Linked DNA regions of Columba livia: regions 1 and 3 are each linked to region 2. A link is a contact called in public Hi-C data. All regions are on one chromosome and are shown on one strand. The core of a region is the stretch at or near the end of the contact, and the rest is flanking DNA. Distances in the headings are between cores, read along the strand shown.

Region 1 (4,214 bases), core at 1,277-3,776, 50 kb after region 2:
AACTAATGTCCCTCAGAGACTGCCAGCATGTGTGAGAGGTTGCACAGCTCTAGCAAGGGGCTGGTGAATGTCAGGAGGTTCCTGATGGTTTCTGATGGCCTGAGGTTTCTGAGGTCAAGGGAGGTGATTCTGCCCCTCTGGTGAGACCCCACCTGGAAATCCTGCATCCAGCTCTGGAGCCCTTAGAATAGGAAAGACATGGACCTGTTGGAGAGGAGCCAGAGGAGGCCACAAAAATGATCAGAGGGCTGGAACAGTTCTGCTGTGAGGACAGGCTGAGAGACTTGGGGTTGCTCAGCTTGGAGAAGAGAAGGCTCCAGGGAGATCTTATTGCGGACTTTCAGTGCTTAAAAGGGGCCTGTAAGAAAGATGAGGACTGACTGGCTCCAAAATGTGCATGTCATTCAGGTGCTACTGTCTGCTAATGCTGCAGCTGTGCACGCAGGGGCTGCCTGATGCACACACTTTAAAAAATCTGTTTTGTCAGTGCAGTGGTATATGCAGTGTAAAAACTAAAAACCAGCAACTGCTGTACATCTACTGAAGAGCTGAATGTGTGACAGAAAAGGCAGCAGTTCAAATGATAGTCCCAAGCCATGCTCCTGTTGGGTCCTCAGTGACTCTTTTGCCAAGTTCCTGTTTTCTGTAGCTGTATTTCATCTATTAAAATTCATAACAAATAAATTCTACCCTTATTTATGCAAATTTGTAGCCAGAACTTTCATTATTGAGAGAATAGTGTGGGCTTAAGTACAACCGATCTGAATTTTCTGATGAAAGGCACACAGATTTTACTCTCTTCTTTAGAACAGCTAAATACTTTGGGGTAACTTACACCTCTACACATCAAGTAGCTATCATCCACCTGCATTTTTTCACCCGTCTTTCAAATCGCCTTGCACTCCCATTTTTCAGCAGAGAAACTCTGAATGCTTAAGTTCAGCCTGCGAAAGCTGTTCATGGCTTGGCACAGGGTGTGAGCTGAGACAAATGTTGTCACAGGCTATCTGTCACTTCAGAAGCCATCAGTCCAACAAATCCAGAAGCTGGTGTTACATTAAGGCATCTATGGCATGTCTGCTCCTATAAATACATCACTTACAGTGGAGACCTCTATGAGCTGTCAAGGGGCAGGTTTGTATTTATGGCACCCATTGAATAAAAAGGGAAAATTAATTTCCTGTTTTGAAATCAGTTTCAATTTTATCAACAGGAAAACTACATCACGAAGCTGACTATCTGCCTGCAATATAACGTACACAGCTTTCCTATTTAGCCATTGGGCAGATTATTCTCTGCTGGATGGATGTGTCATTCCTATTAATGCTAATGATAGTCCCACATATGCTGTGACAGAATAAATGCCAAACTACATGAACCATTTACTCCCTAAAGGGAAATGCAACTCCTTCAAGCAGTGTAGGAATCTGCCAGCAAAGTGATGGGAGCCCAAGAAGAGTGGGGCGAGCTTCTAGTGAGGCTGGGATGTAGGGATGTTGCTTTCCCAGCAAACTGGAGATTTTCCCATCCATGCTGTCCCCTTCTGCTGTTTTCTCCTGCTCCCTGAGTTGAAGCAATCGTAAATGAGCTGCTAGAACAAGAGATTTCAAACAGCCCTTCAGAAGAAACCAGAAACCTGCTTGCTTACCCGTGTTGATTTTTAACCCAGCTCATTTCACAATGCAGTTCTGCAGACAGCTGTACCAGCGTCACTGAGAGCAGCGAACTGTGGCTGGAGGCCAGGAATGAGCCATTAGAGCAGGGCTGGATCAAAACTTCCTATGCTGGCATGGGAGGGAGCAGGAAAGCAGGAGGACATGGAGCCCTGGCGGGGTGCCTGCCTTGGCACACGGCGCATGGCTGTGCCACCTCCGCATGGTGACACCAGCTCACAGAGCTGCGGGTGAGCTCTGCCTCCACAGCAGCTTGCCCAGCTGCCGGCTCCAACAGGGTTTGGTCAGCACATGGTTTCTCACCCAGGCCTTTGCCCAGGCTCTGAGGCAAGCTGCCCAGTCCTCCTGGAGCAGAACCAGGTCATTCAAGGGGCATCCCTGTCGTCTGCCCTCCGAGGCATCTCTGGCAGTCATGTACACATGCCATGGCAGCATGACAGGGGACTCCATGATCCAGCAGATCTTGAAGGCAGAAGGAAAAGGCTTCATCAGAACATCTTTAGGAGTTCTCTATGCAACCATAAAGCAGTTGGTTAGATGGACAAAAAGAGCAGGGGCTGGAGGAAAATCAGCTCTCAGGTTCACTGATAAAGCTGAAGAAGAGACTGGGTTTTTGCTCTTTTATGAGGCTCTTGGTAACCGCTGTGCTATGTCAGTAAAGTCAGCTTTGACCACGTGCTGTCTTTTCACACAGATTTCATATCTGAGCAAGTTTATCAGTAAACAAACCCAGTGGCGCTACTGAATGCCCTGAGTGCCAACTTGCCAGGGGATCAGAGTCACTGCAGCAGAACTGAGCTTGTCCTGGCCCAGCATATTCCCAGGGGATGCAAACCCAGTGGGTGACCCACACAACAGCCTCCCTGCAGACCTGGGATACTCCCACTCCCTGCACTTTGCCACCAAGCATGTCTTTCTTTACTTTAATAAATAAAGAAGGTACTTGCATTTCTGAGGTAATCTCCATGGAGTGAATGCAATAATATGTCATGTGGTGTTAAAGGAATGCAAGCAGTCATGAGTTAGGAGGGAAATTAAACCAGGCTTTAGCTGCTTCCACATAGAACCAGACAATAGATTGTGTTGTTTCCTCCCCACATAGGGTGTTCTTCCATGGGTGAGTCAGACCTAATTCACATGGAGTCTTTCATATGGTACCAATAGGATACGAAAGATAAAATAGAGATAAAATAGCCAGCAGGGTCCACATTGCATATCTGGCAGGTCAAACTCTGCAAGCCCTGTTTGGTTTCTCCTGCATCTCAGGGACTGACAGGGACTTTGCAAAGTCCTCATGTGTTGCTGTGGCCAAAACATCTCCATGCACAACATTACTGCTCACTGTTTGCAGGCAGTAGCATCTGAAAATGCATTTGACCTGCTCTTCTGGCTGGCTATGGCTCGGAGAGCCACATGCCTGCTCTGCCAGCCTGTGTTGGCTACAGCTTGCTGTAGCTGCAGCTGAGATAGGGGAAGAGGACAGAGGACCTTTCAAACAAGACTTCATGGAAAAATATCCACCTTAGCTAGGAGGGGCTGTACTGGTCCTCAGGGAGGCTCTGAACTCTGACCACTTCTTGGGATGGACAGTGGAGATGACAGTAGAGCACATAACTTGTGAGAACTCAAGAACCCAGTTGTCCATTCAGAAGAATGTGGCCACCACTGCCATGGAACCCACAGGTCCAGCTACAAATGGCCAGTGTTGGCCAATTTCACCTGTGCATGCTGGCTGCTGGAGAGGTGAGTAATGGTTGTATACTCTGCTGCTGCCACGTGTTGTAAGACTCACTGGTCATCAGCAGTAGTGGCTACTGATGGTTAGGACTGCATGGAAGCAACACGGGGCATCCCCATTCCTCTGAGCTGCACTCCATTCTGTCCCTTTGTGGCCACCTATAGAAACAGAATTTTTTTTTACTGTGCTTAGCCTAAGTTTAACAAGGCAAAATAAGCTGGATCTGGAGACACTGAGGCTGCTTGAAAGTTTTCAGGAATTCTCATCTGTTTTCTTCAATGTAGAAAGTTCATTTGCCAGCATAGCTAATAAGGACATTGGTGATATCAGCAGTCTTTCCCTTCTCCTTGGAAGCTCCTCTGTTATCAAGGCTAACGAATCATTTAATGGGATATCGGGATTGCAGATTTACCCTATTTAAGTATCATTGCTGGCTAAGCGCGGCACATGCATTTTAAGACATGAAGGGTAAGTGATGGGCACTGACTGGAAGCTTTACTCTGCTGAGCAGCAGCTGTAAAGGCAAAGGAGAGCAGAGGTTCAGGGAGCTGCAAGACCACACAAGCCGCCCATCGGACATGCTGGCTTCAGTGGTAGTAGACAGAAACATGTTATTCGTCTCCTCTGTGTAATTTGCGTGCATGTCTAAACATCCGAAACAACAGCACCCGCCAGGCCGCTGCAGGTGGCTGAATGGCAGCATTTGGTGACTTCGCTTTGGTTGTATTAACTCTCAGCATTGTCATCCCATTAGGTCCCAGGCCTGAGCCTGGGTGAGCACAGGGCCATGCAGGCCTGGGCAG
Region 2 (4,185 bases), core at 534-3,033:
TCTCAATATCACAGGAGAGACAAAAACACTATGACAAGTTGCTCCACGTCTAATATGCCCCTTAAAGGGCCTCAGCTTCTTGGTTAATTCCGAGTTTAGCAGAGTGTTTCTCCTGCCTCAAGTGCACACACTGCCATCCTCAAGACTGTACAGGACCAGTGCTGCATGCCTGTCATAGACAGCTATCCGGCTCTCCTCATCTCTCAGGGGGAAAATGAGGAAAGAAACTTACTTTAACTTCTGTTTTTCTTAATCGACTTTCAGAACCAAGAACCCAAAAACTTAGAAAGAGAAACAGGCACCAACTACATATTAATCAGCACGTAAAGAGGGGTTTGGTCCGATTTTAGAATAAACGACGGAGACACATGATCCAATTAAATTCTAATTATGTAAGTAGCAGGCAAGAGTATTTACACAGGCACTGATTACAGCTATTAGAGTCTAAAGTCGCCAGCCAGAGAGGCTCCGCTTCCTTTTCGCCGTCCCGACGGTACCGCCGCGGAGTTCGGTTCATTTTTAACCTCCTCCTTTCACATCTCTCGTTACAAACAATAGGAGACGCTGGCCTGTCAACCCCATCTCCAAACCGTGATCCCCCCTCCGGCGGGCGCAAGCTTGGAAGAGTCGCCGCTCTCCCCAAAGTGATGATTCATGACCCGTCCCACCTCCGGGCCGGGAGCCGGGGAAGGAAAGCCCCCACATTCCCCACTGGGGACCCCTCACCCGCAGCAGCGAGAGAGGCACCTAAGCCCTCCCGCCGCGCCCGCTCCGTCGGCCGGCCCTTACCTCCGAACAGGTGCGGCGAGAGGTGAGCGGGCAGCGAGCCGATCACTAGCCGGGGCCCGCCGGAGGAGCCGCCGTCGCCCCCCGTGGGCCGCTCCCGGCCGCCCTCCTCCGGGGTGCTGTTCACCGAGTCCTGCGAGCCGTAAGGGCCGCTGCTGTGTGGGATGTTGAAGGCGGACTGCGCGGCCCGGGCCCCTGAGGCGCCCGCACCCCCTAAGGACCTGCTCCGGGGTGCCGACCCCGCGGCACTCGCCGCCGCCGCCGCCGCTCCTCCTGTGGCCGTCGCGCCGCCGGGAGCGGCATGAGGCGCCGCCGCCAGGTGCGCGTACCGCCCGCCAGCGCCTGCCGAGCGCCCGCCAGTCCCGTTAGCGCCGCCGCTGCTGCTGCTGCTGGAGGAAGGTAAATCCCCGCCCGAGTACGCCCGGGTGCGGCCATTGGCGGCGGTGGGGCTGCTCTGCTTCGCACCCATGGTCCCGCTGCCGCCTGGCGCTGCCCGGTGCCCTTCGCCGCCGCCTTCCCCGCGGCGCCCGAGGGTGGCGGGAGTCCGGCCAAAGCGGGGGCGATCCGAGGCGCGGGTCGCGCCGGGGAGAGAGAAGAGGGTGCGCCGAGGGAGGGAAACAGGTCGCTCGGTGGGTCGGTGTCGAGAGGGGAGAGCCGCCTGCCGAGATCCGACTCAGCTGGCGGCCCCGGCGCGGCCGCTGCTCGCGGGTCTGGGGCGCCACCATGAGCTGCTCGGGACGGTGCTGGCTCCCGCCGTGCGGCCACTCGGCCCCGCCGCCGCTGCTGCTGTTGTGCCTGCTGCCGCTGTGCCCGCCGCCGCCGCCATCCTCCTTCACTGCTGCTGAGCTGTGTGGGGGGCAACGGCGGCAGCAGCGCCGCCGAGGCCGCTCGCTCGCCCGCGGCGCGCCGTGCCTGTGCCGAGGGAGGCGGGAGGGGGCGGTCACCCTAGCGCAGCCGCTCCTCTACCGTGTCGCCATACTGGGGGCGGCACCAGCGGGCGGGATAGGGAGCGGTTACAGCGGTAGGGGCCGCCGCCTCTCTTTCCTCTCCGTCCGCCCGGCCGCGGACCGGCCCCCAGCGGCGTGACGGGTCGGGCCCGCCGTCTCGCCCCGCCTCCTGCCCCTCGCCTCACGCAAGGTGGGGGGCCGAGGCGAGAACCTGCCTGCTCGCCTGAAGGGGGAACCCCGCGGGGCGCCGGGGCGGCCGCCCCGGCGCAGAGGGAGTTAAAAGCCCAACTGCTGCTAGCAGGTGCTGCGCTCTGGCGGTTGGTGGCCGTTGGCGGCGGTCGATTCTGGGGCTGCGCTCCGTGCTGAGTCCCGCCAGGTGAATGGGAGAAGCAGCCGCAGCGGGAGGCGGCTCGGTGGGGCGGGCAGGATGGGGGTGACCAAGCGTGGGACGCTGCCCCCCAAGGCGGCGGGTGCCCTCCTGCCGCGCCGCTGCTCCGTTTGCCGTCGCAGCCTCAGCGAAGCGCCCGAATGCCTGGGCTCCGGGCCCCACCGGGCGAGCGCGGCTCCCGGCTGCTGGGCTGGGCCGCGCACCGACTGAGGGCCGAAGGGCACAGTCTGCTGCTCCCCAAGCCCGGGTTTGGCGGGGTGGTTGGTGAAAGGGCCGCTCACTCCTGTCGGGAGCTTTCCCTGGTAGGGGACTTCCAACCCGGGCTGTTTTCTCATATATCTGGAGGAGAAGCTGGACAGAAAGAATGAAAATCTCTTTTTTCTTTGCTTCACAGGCAATATTGGAAAATCCTGCAGACCTCAGTCTCTCACTTTGAGAAAAGCTCCCCTTATGTGTACCATTTGTACTATAGATATTACATGCAATTACTACATGTATTATGTTTATGAAATGTACAAATGTCCCTCACATGTACATGTATCTTTAACACTCATCCTCAGTTGCAAACAGTTTCAGAGGCCTCCCTTTTCCCCATATCTTACCATCTACTACAACCACATGCAGTTGCTTTCTGGTATCAGTGCAACTCACAGTTAAATTTGCAAGAAGATAAACCGTAGCTGAGAATGGCAGAGGAGGTTACCAGCCCTAACGCTACATTGTGACACCACTTTTCTGGGTAGCTGAGACACTTTGTTGGTAATCTGGAGAACAAGTCTTATGAGGAGTGGCTGAGGGAACTGGGACTGTTTATCCTAGAGAAAAGGAGGATGAGGGGAGACCTTATTGGTCTCTACAACTTCCTGAAAGGAGGTTGTAGCATGGAGGGTGTTGGTCTCTTCCCCCAAGTAGCAAGTGAGAGGATGAGAGGAAATGGCCTTGAGTTGTGCCAGGGGAGATTTAGATTGGATATGAGGAAAAAATTCTTCACGGAAAGGGTTGTCAGGCATTGGAACAGGCTGCCCAGGGAAGTGGAGGAGTCACCATCCCTGGAGGTGTTTAAAAGGTGTTTAGACAAGGTTCTTAGGGACATGGTTTAATGCTAGAGGTGGGTTATGGTTGGACTTAATGATCCTGGGCGTGTCTTCCAACCAAAATTATTATTCTAATCTGAACCCCATTTAGAGGCTTCTGCTGTAAACCATTGCTGGTTTCAGTAAGAGGCAGTGATTCCACAGCTGTCTCATTAACAGTTTGGTCTTTTGTTTGCCAGGTGCTGGGCAGACAGCTGGGGTTGATAATCTGCTGTCCCAAACTACATTGTTCCCACTTGTGAATTACAAGCTGCTGTCTCTGCTAGCAGTGGTAGGTACTTCCAGGTAGATCAAGCATGAGCACCTTCTAGCTCAGGTTCCTACAGAAAGAAAATCGGTGTGCCTGCTCTGCCACTAGTTACTTTTAAAACCCTTGGCTAGCTTCAGCCAAATCTGTCAGAGACAACAACTATAGAAAATAAGCAGCTATGTAGAAGACAGGGACACTACTAATGTTCCCACAGAAGAGAAAGCTACCATAGGAATTCCTATCTTGCAAGATTCCAAGAATCCGCATGGGCGAAGGATATTGCAGACGTGACTCATAATTTCTGCTGCTCACAGAATGCCTGTGGTGTGTTCAGCCCTATCAGAGCAGGTTTAGAGGACAGCATGCTCAAGAGTTTTATAGTTTTTTTTAAATTTCCATTACTGAGAGCTAGTGGAACTGGTCAGCTGCTAAAATAAACAGCATTTTGAAAGTAGTATGTTGCTACACAGTACCACAGTACTTTCTGTGATTTCTTTACAGGGGATCTAAGAGTTGAGTGGGTATTAAATACAGGTTTATTTGGCTGTGAATAGCTTTTTATTCAATTTAGAATTTAAAAATTTTATGGGGGAAAAAAAACTGTTAAGACATCCAAACAGTTACTCAGTCTTACAATCAGAAAATTACCTTTAGCAGCATAGAATATTTCACAGAAAAGAAGTTACAACAACAGGACAGCCTGTGTTCCCTTCTCAGAGA
Region 3 (4,228 bases), core at 1,563-4,062, 40 kb before region 2:
AGAACTCTCAACAAACACCAGGTAGATGCAGTGGGAGCATTAGAAACCTTTGTGGAAGGAAAGGGTAGGGCAATAGCATCCCTGAAGAACAGAGAGGGAATGAAGAAGCCCAGATGCAGTTAGCTATGCTATTACTCTGGGGAACATGGGTTACTTTAATGGTGACTTGTTTTGAAGTTGGATGTAGGGTTTGATTCAGTGTTTTGTTCACATTGTCCCTTTTGAAGTTCCTATTCCAGGCTTCCTACAGGTGCTCTGAGCACAATGATTTTTGCCAGGTCTTTCTTCCCGTCTTTTAACATTGGCCAAATAAGTGACTCATTTCTTTGCAAGCTTGCAGAAGAGTTTGGTTTGATCTGATGCAAAATGAATGCACATGGAGCACTAAAGATGATGGCATGAAAGATGAAACTCTAAGCCTAAGCTTGAAACAGCAGGAGGGGAGAAAAACAGGTGTGTTTGACTAAGACTCTATTCTTAGGGAAGATACAATGCATTACTGAGCAACACACAATGAAAACGCTGGTGCCAAAACTCAGTGTGCATAAAGTCTGGCTTATTAACCCCAGTGCCAGGTGCTAGGCCTACAGGGAGCTTTTCCTAGCAGGTCTGAGATCAGTCTTTTCCAAGTTAATTCTGACTGTCTGCTGTCAACGTGCATACACAAGACAGGGATATAAATCACTGCATAATTTTTACTTGTCTTTTCTGTTCATAGCAGACAGACTGTTTTTTTTACAAGCTATTCCTATTTTAAATGCAATTATCCTTGCAATATAGATGGAATGAGAAACATTTCTGAATGCAAAAAGTTCTGATAACATTAAGTACTGAGTCAGAGGATTCAAAGTTACTCAATTCTTTTGCTCTACACTAACCCATAATCCAGTATTATCATTTATTCCAGCAAGCATAGAGATACAGTATTTCTGATGCTAACAGGTACCTTCAGGTTTTTACTATCCCAGTAAGATACTGAGCATGTGGGTCTTTAATTTCAAGAAGGGGAAAAAAAAATCTCCCTTTATACTTCAAAGCAAATAGCATCAATTTCTGGATCCAAGCAATTAAGTCAAAGACACCCACATAATTTCAATAGTATTCAGCAGTCATGATCATTCACAAATAATAATACAAAAATATTAACATGGGAGATGTGTTTTAAAACAACAAAAGTCCCCAAAGACAATTCTCCGGTATTTGGTCAAAGTTTTATGCACATAATCTGGCAGTGTATTTCTACAATCACACTAAAGTTTGGGGTTTTTTTCTCCTCATTTTTTAAATTTACAGGCTAGCAGAACTACTGGACACCAGTATGACAACAAGGCATTGCAGCTAATAAAGCTGTAGATTGAAGCAGACTTCCTTGGAACTGGGAAGAAAATAAAGATTAAAGTGTCAACCAAACAATTCCACCCCCATCTCTTCAGTCCAAACAAACACGATTATGGACTAAAAATGATCAATGAATACTACATTTTTGCTTAGCTACATGAAGGATATCCAATATTTAATGTTATACATTAAGATTATCTAAGGAAATTTCACACAAGAAAGGAGGGGATGAGGAACATGGTTGAAACGAAGAAAATTTTATTTGGCTTTAAATTACAAATAGCTATTAGTGCAGGTTAAAGCTGAAGTTGTCTGAGGCTTTTATGAGGAAACGTTAACAAGATTTCATAAGCTAATACAGTTCAGCACAAAATCTAGCACTAGTGAAGTTTTTCGTATTTCAGCTGTGTGTTAGAACTTCGGGTTATTACTGCAGCTGAACAAATCTGTATCCATGTGAGACAAAGAAATGCAAACTTTGGGGAGCAAGAAGGTTCCTCCATGGAGCATACAGCAGGCTAATCTAGTATTTTGTACCTATGTCAATATATAATCAATGTAATTCCTGTCAAAAGGCAATTTACAGCTGTTCTAGAATCACTGGATTTTGAATCAAATACTAAAAACTGGTAACATTCTCTCCTGTGTAAGCAATGATAATAATCCCCAGTTTAGGAGCGAGATACTCTAGCACATCAATAGTGTTTTCACCCAGTTTGTTTCTGAAGAATTAGACTTGTTCTACCACTGAAACCCGCTGCAAAAGCTGGACTGGACTTCTTTTGTCATTGGAGGCTTGAGTCTGCCAACTGAGAAGCATAAGGCTATTTAAGTAATCAAAGTGTAGCAGGTTTTAAAGCAAGATTATAATCTGAAGAATAAATTCCATGTGACATTTCAGGCAATACTTTCAATTGATCTGCCCTTGGGGCAGTTTGTGAACAAGGAGTGCCTCCCATTCTTTTACATTTCTTTAGAAAAAAACCAATAATCTTAATCTGTGAGCAATCTGTTCTAGTTCCTGCAAAACAGTGAGGGATTTAGGGAAGGAAATACCATGAAATTCCTACATAGATCACTCAGTCTCAGCGAGATGTAGTTTGGTATTTATTTTTAAAATCCTAAAGATTTCAAGTAGTTTAATTTCAAAATCCAGCCAATGAAACCTGTTCTCTAAGATTCTTTCGAGGTCCCTTCCAATCCCTAACATTCTGTGATTCTGTGATTAAGAAAAACTGTGTATTTTCAAGGGTTTTGCTTCCACAGAGCAACTACAAAAAATAAGTCAGTTTGCTGCTAATAAACGAGTAAAATCTTAAGGTTTTATAGCGATCAGCTTTAAAGACTGCAGAATTACCATATGAAACTAGGAACACGACTTCCCCTGAAGCTAGGTTCCCAGCAGTCACAAGACTGCAGCAGTTTCAGACGCGATTTATGACATCCTCCCAATGACCTCGCAAAGCTAAGACTGATTAAGTGTAAGACAGGGAAGGTAGCTCCTGTCTGCCCGCGTCACATGGTGCAGAGTCACGGCACAGCGAGCGCTTGCTGCCGAGCCAACAGAACCGTCCCTGAGCTTTTCCACCGCATGCAGCACTGCGCTGACATTATATAAGGGAAACACAATGACATACAGCGTGATATAGCGGTTCCCCTTCTAATCCGATCTGAATCGCTCCTCCTGTCACCCGCAGCTGTTCTTTGCACCACTGGTTTGCAGGTGTATCTGTAATTTTCTAGGACAAGAATTGTCATTTGACTTAAGCAGCACTGTCAGTACCAACGCAAGACAATGGTAGTATCTGAGGTTAGGAGTAGCTTATAAGGAAAATAAACAACTTGAGCTATTCAGCACATGAATGATCCTATTTTCTCTATTTCTTTCAGAAACAAGCAGGCTTGTTCTATAGTCGTCAAAAGCTTTACTATATTTCTCCAGTGCTGCACATAAAATATTCCCATGGCACATGTGTGCATTTATATAAAGGTGATTCCAATGTACTGAGAAAAAAAATTGTTGTCACACTCCCAAGAACTGAATTAAGTATGAGGTGACATTGCAGCTATTTCGGCCAGGAGTGATTTGCAATGGCTCTGTCACAGGAAGTTCAGTCTAGCTGACTTAGGCCTGACTCAAAGGAAAATATATACAGAATCACCCACCAAATATCCTTCTCCCCAGAGGTTCATTAAAATAATAAGTTGCGTTCACAACAAATCAGAGAAGTTTAAGATATGAATGGATGTAATCTCTGCTGTGTGTCCTCCTCAATAGGATCCAAGCTTGTTAACTTCATTACAGCAAGAAAATTCAGCATAATCTATTGAGGACCCATAACCTGAACCATGAAAGTGAGCTGTCATAGCTTCTTTACAAATCTATGCCTCCCTGTCTCTTACGTGAAAAGCAAAATAATAAGCAATATTGATACCTCAAACACCACCACTAAACCTCCGAGATTACATCTTACTAAGATAAATGGGGCAGTCTGCAGTTCTGGGAACTGCTGTTCAGACAACCGAAGTGCTTCCCTCTCTGTGACACTATGTTCCCATTCCAGGAGGTTTCTTCACAGCGACACCATTAGAAATACACAACTTACTTTTTGACTCCATAGCAAAGGGTTGACAGTTTGTGGGTGTGAAGATAAGACGCTGCAGCCTCTAAAAGTGCTGCAACTCCACGCTATCACAGACTGACCCAATTCATCCGCTGACTTGAGGCTGAAATGGGGTCACCGAAGCAGGTCCTACCGCCTTTAGGAGGTAGGTACACGCTGAACTTCATTGTGGCTTTATTTAGTGACATTTGTCAGTGCTACTTTTTAAAATTAACCATCTCCCTCCCAACAAACCTGAACTCTAACAGGCTGCTTTTGCAGTGGTG

Evidence for each region. A called contact is a pair of places that touch in the nucleus more often than the background predicts.
Region 1: a Hi-C map of crop shows a contact between it and region 2, with 2.5 times the contacts expected there. The contact joins the enhancer-like site here to the promoter of ZNRF2 in region 2. A contact is called at or near these places in 2 of 2 Hi-C or Micro-C datasets (crop and liver).
Region 3: a contact with region 2 is called in a Hi-C map of crop, with 2.6 times the contacts expected there. The contact joins the enhancer-like site here to the promoter of ZNRF2 in region 2. A contact is called at or near these places in 2 of 2 Hi-C or Micro-C datasets (crop and liver).

The regions. Positions count from the first base shown.
Region 1 is chr2:45,607,410-45,611,623 of bColLiv1.pat.W.v2, forward strand. No RefSeq gene overlaps it. Among named protein-coding and RNA genes, the nearest start is that of MTURN, 26 kb to the right of the region's middle. Within about 2 kb of position 2,527, at least 1 of the 3 cell types and tissues checked has an H3K27ac peak away from gene starts, as active enhancers do.
Region 2 is chr2:45,558,244-45,562,428 of bColLiv1.pat.W.v2, forward strand. It overlaps ZNRF2 (zinc and ring finger 2), which reads right to left and starts at 1,784. Exons shown (of 5, transcript XR_010470149.1): 1 at 790-1,784. LOC135578475 (a long non-coding RNA gene) reads left to right here and starts at 1,784. Exons shown (of 2, transcript XR_010470150.1): 1 at 1,784-2,109; 2 at 2,516-3,920.
Region 3 is chr2:45,517,144-45,521,371 of bColLiv1.pat.W.v2, forward strand. The region is part of intron 2 of ZNRF2 (zinc and ring finger 2); the gene reads right to left. Among named protein-coding and RNA genes, the nearest start is that of ZNRF2, 41 kb to the right of the region's middle. Within about 2 kb of position 2,813, at least 1 of the 3 cell types and tissues checked has an H3K27ac peak away from gene starts, as active enhancers do.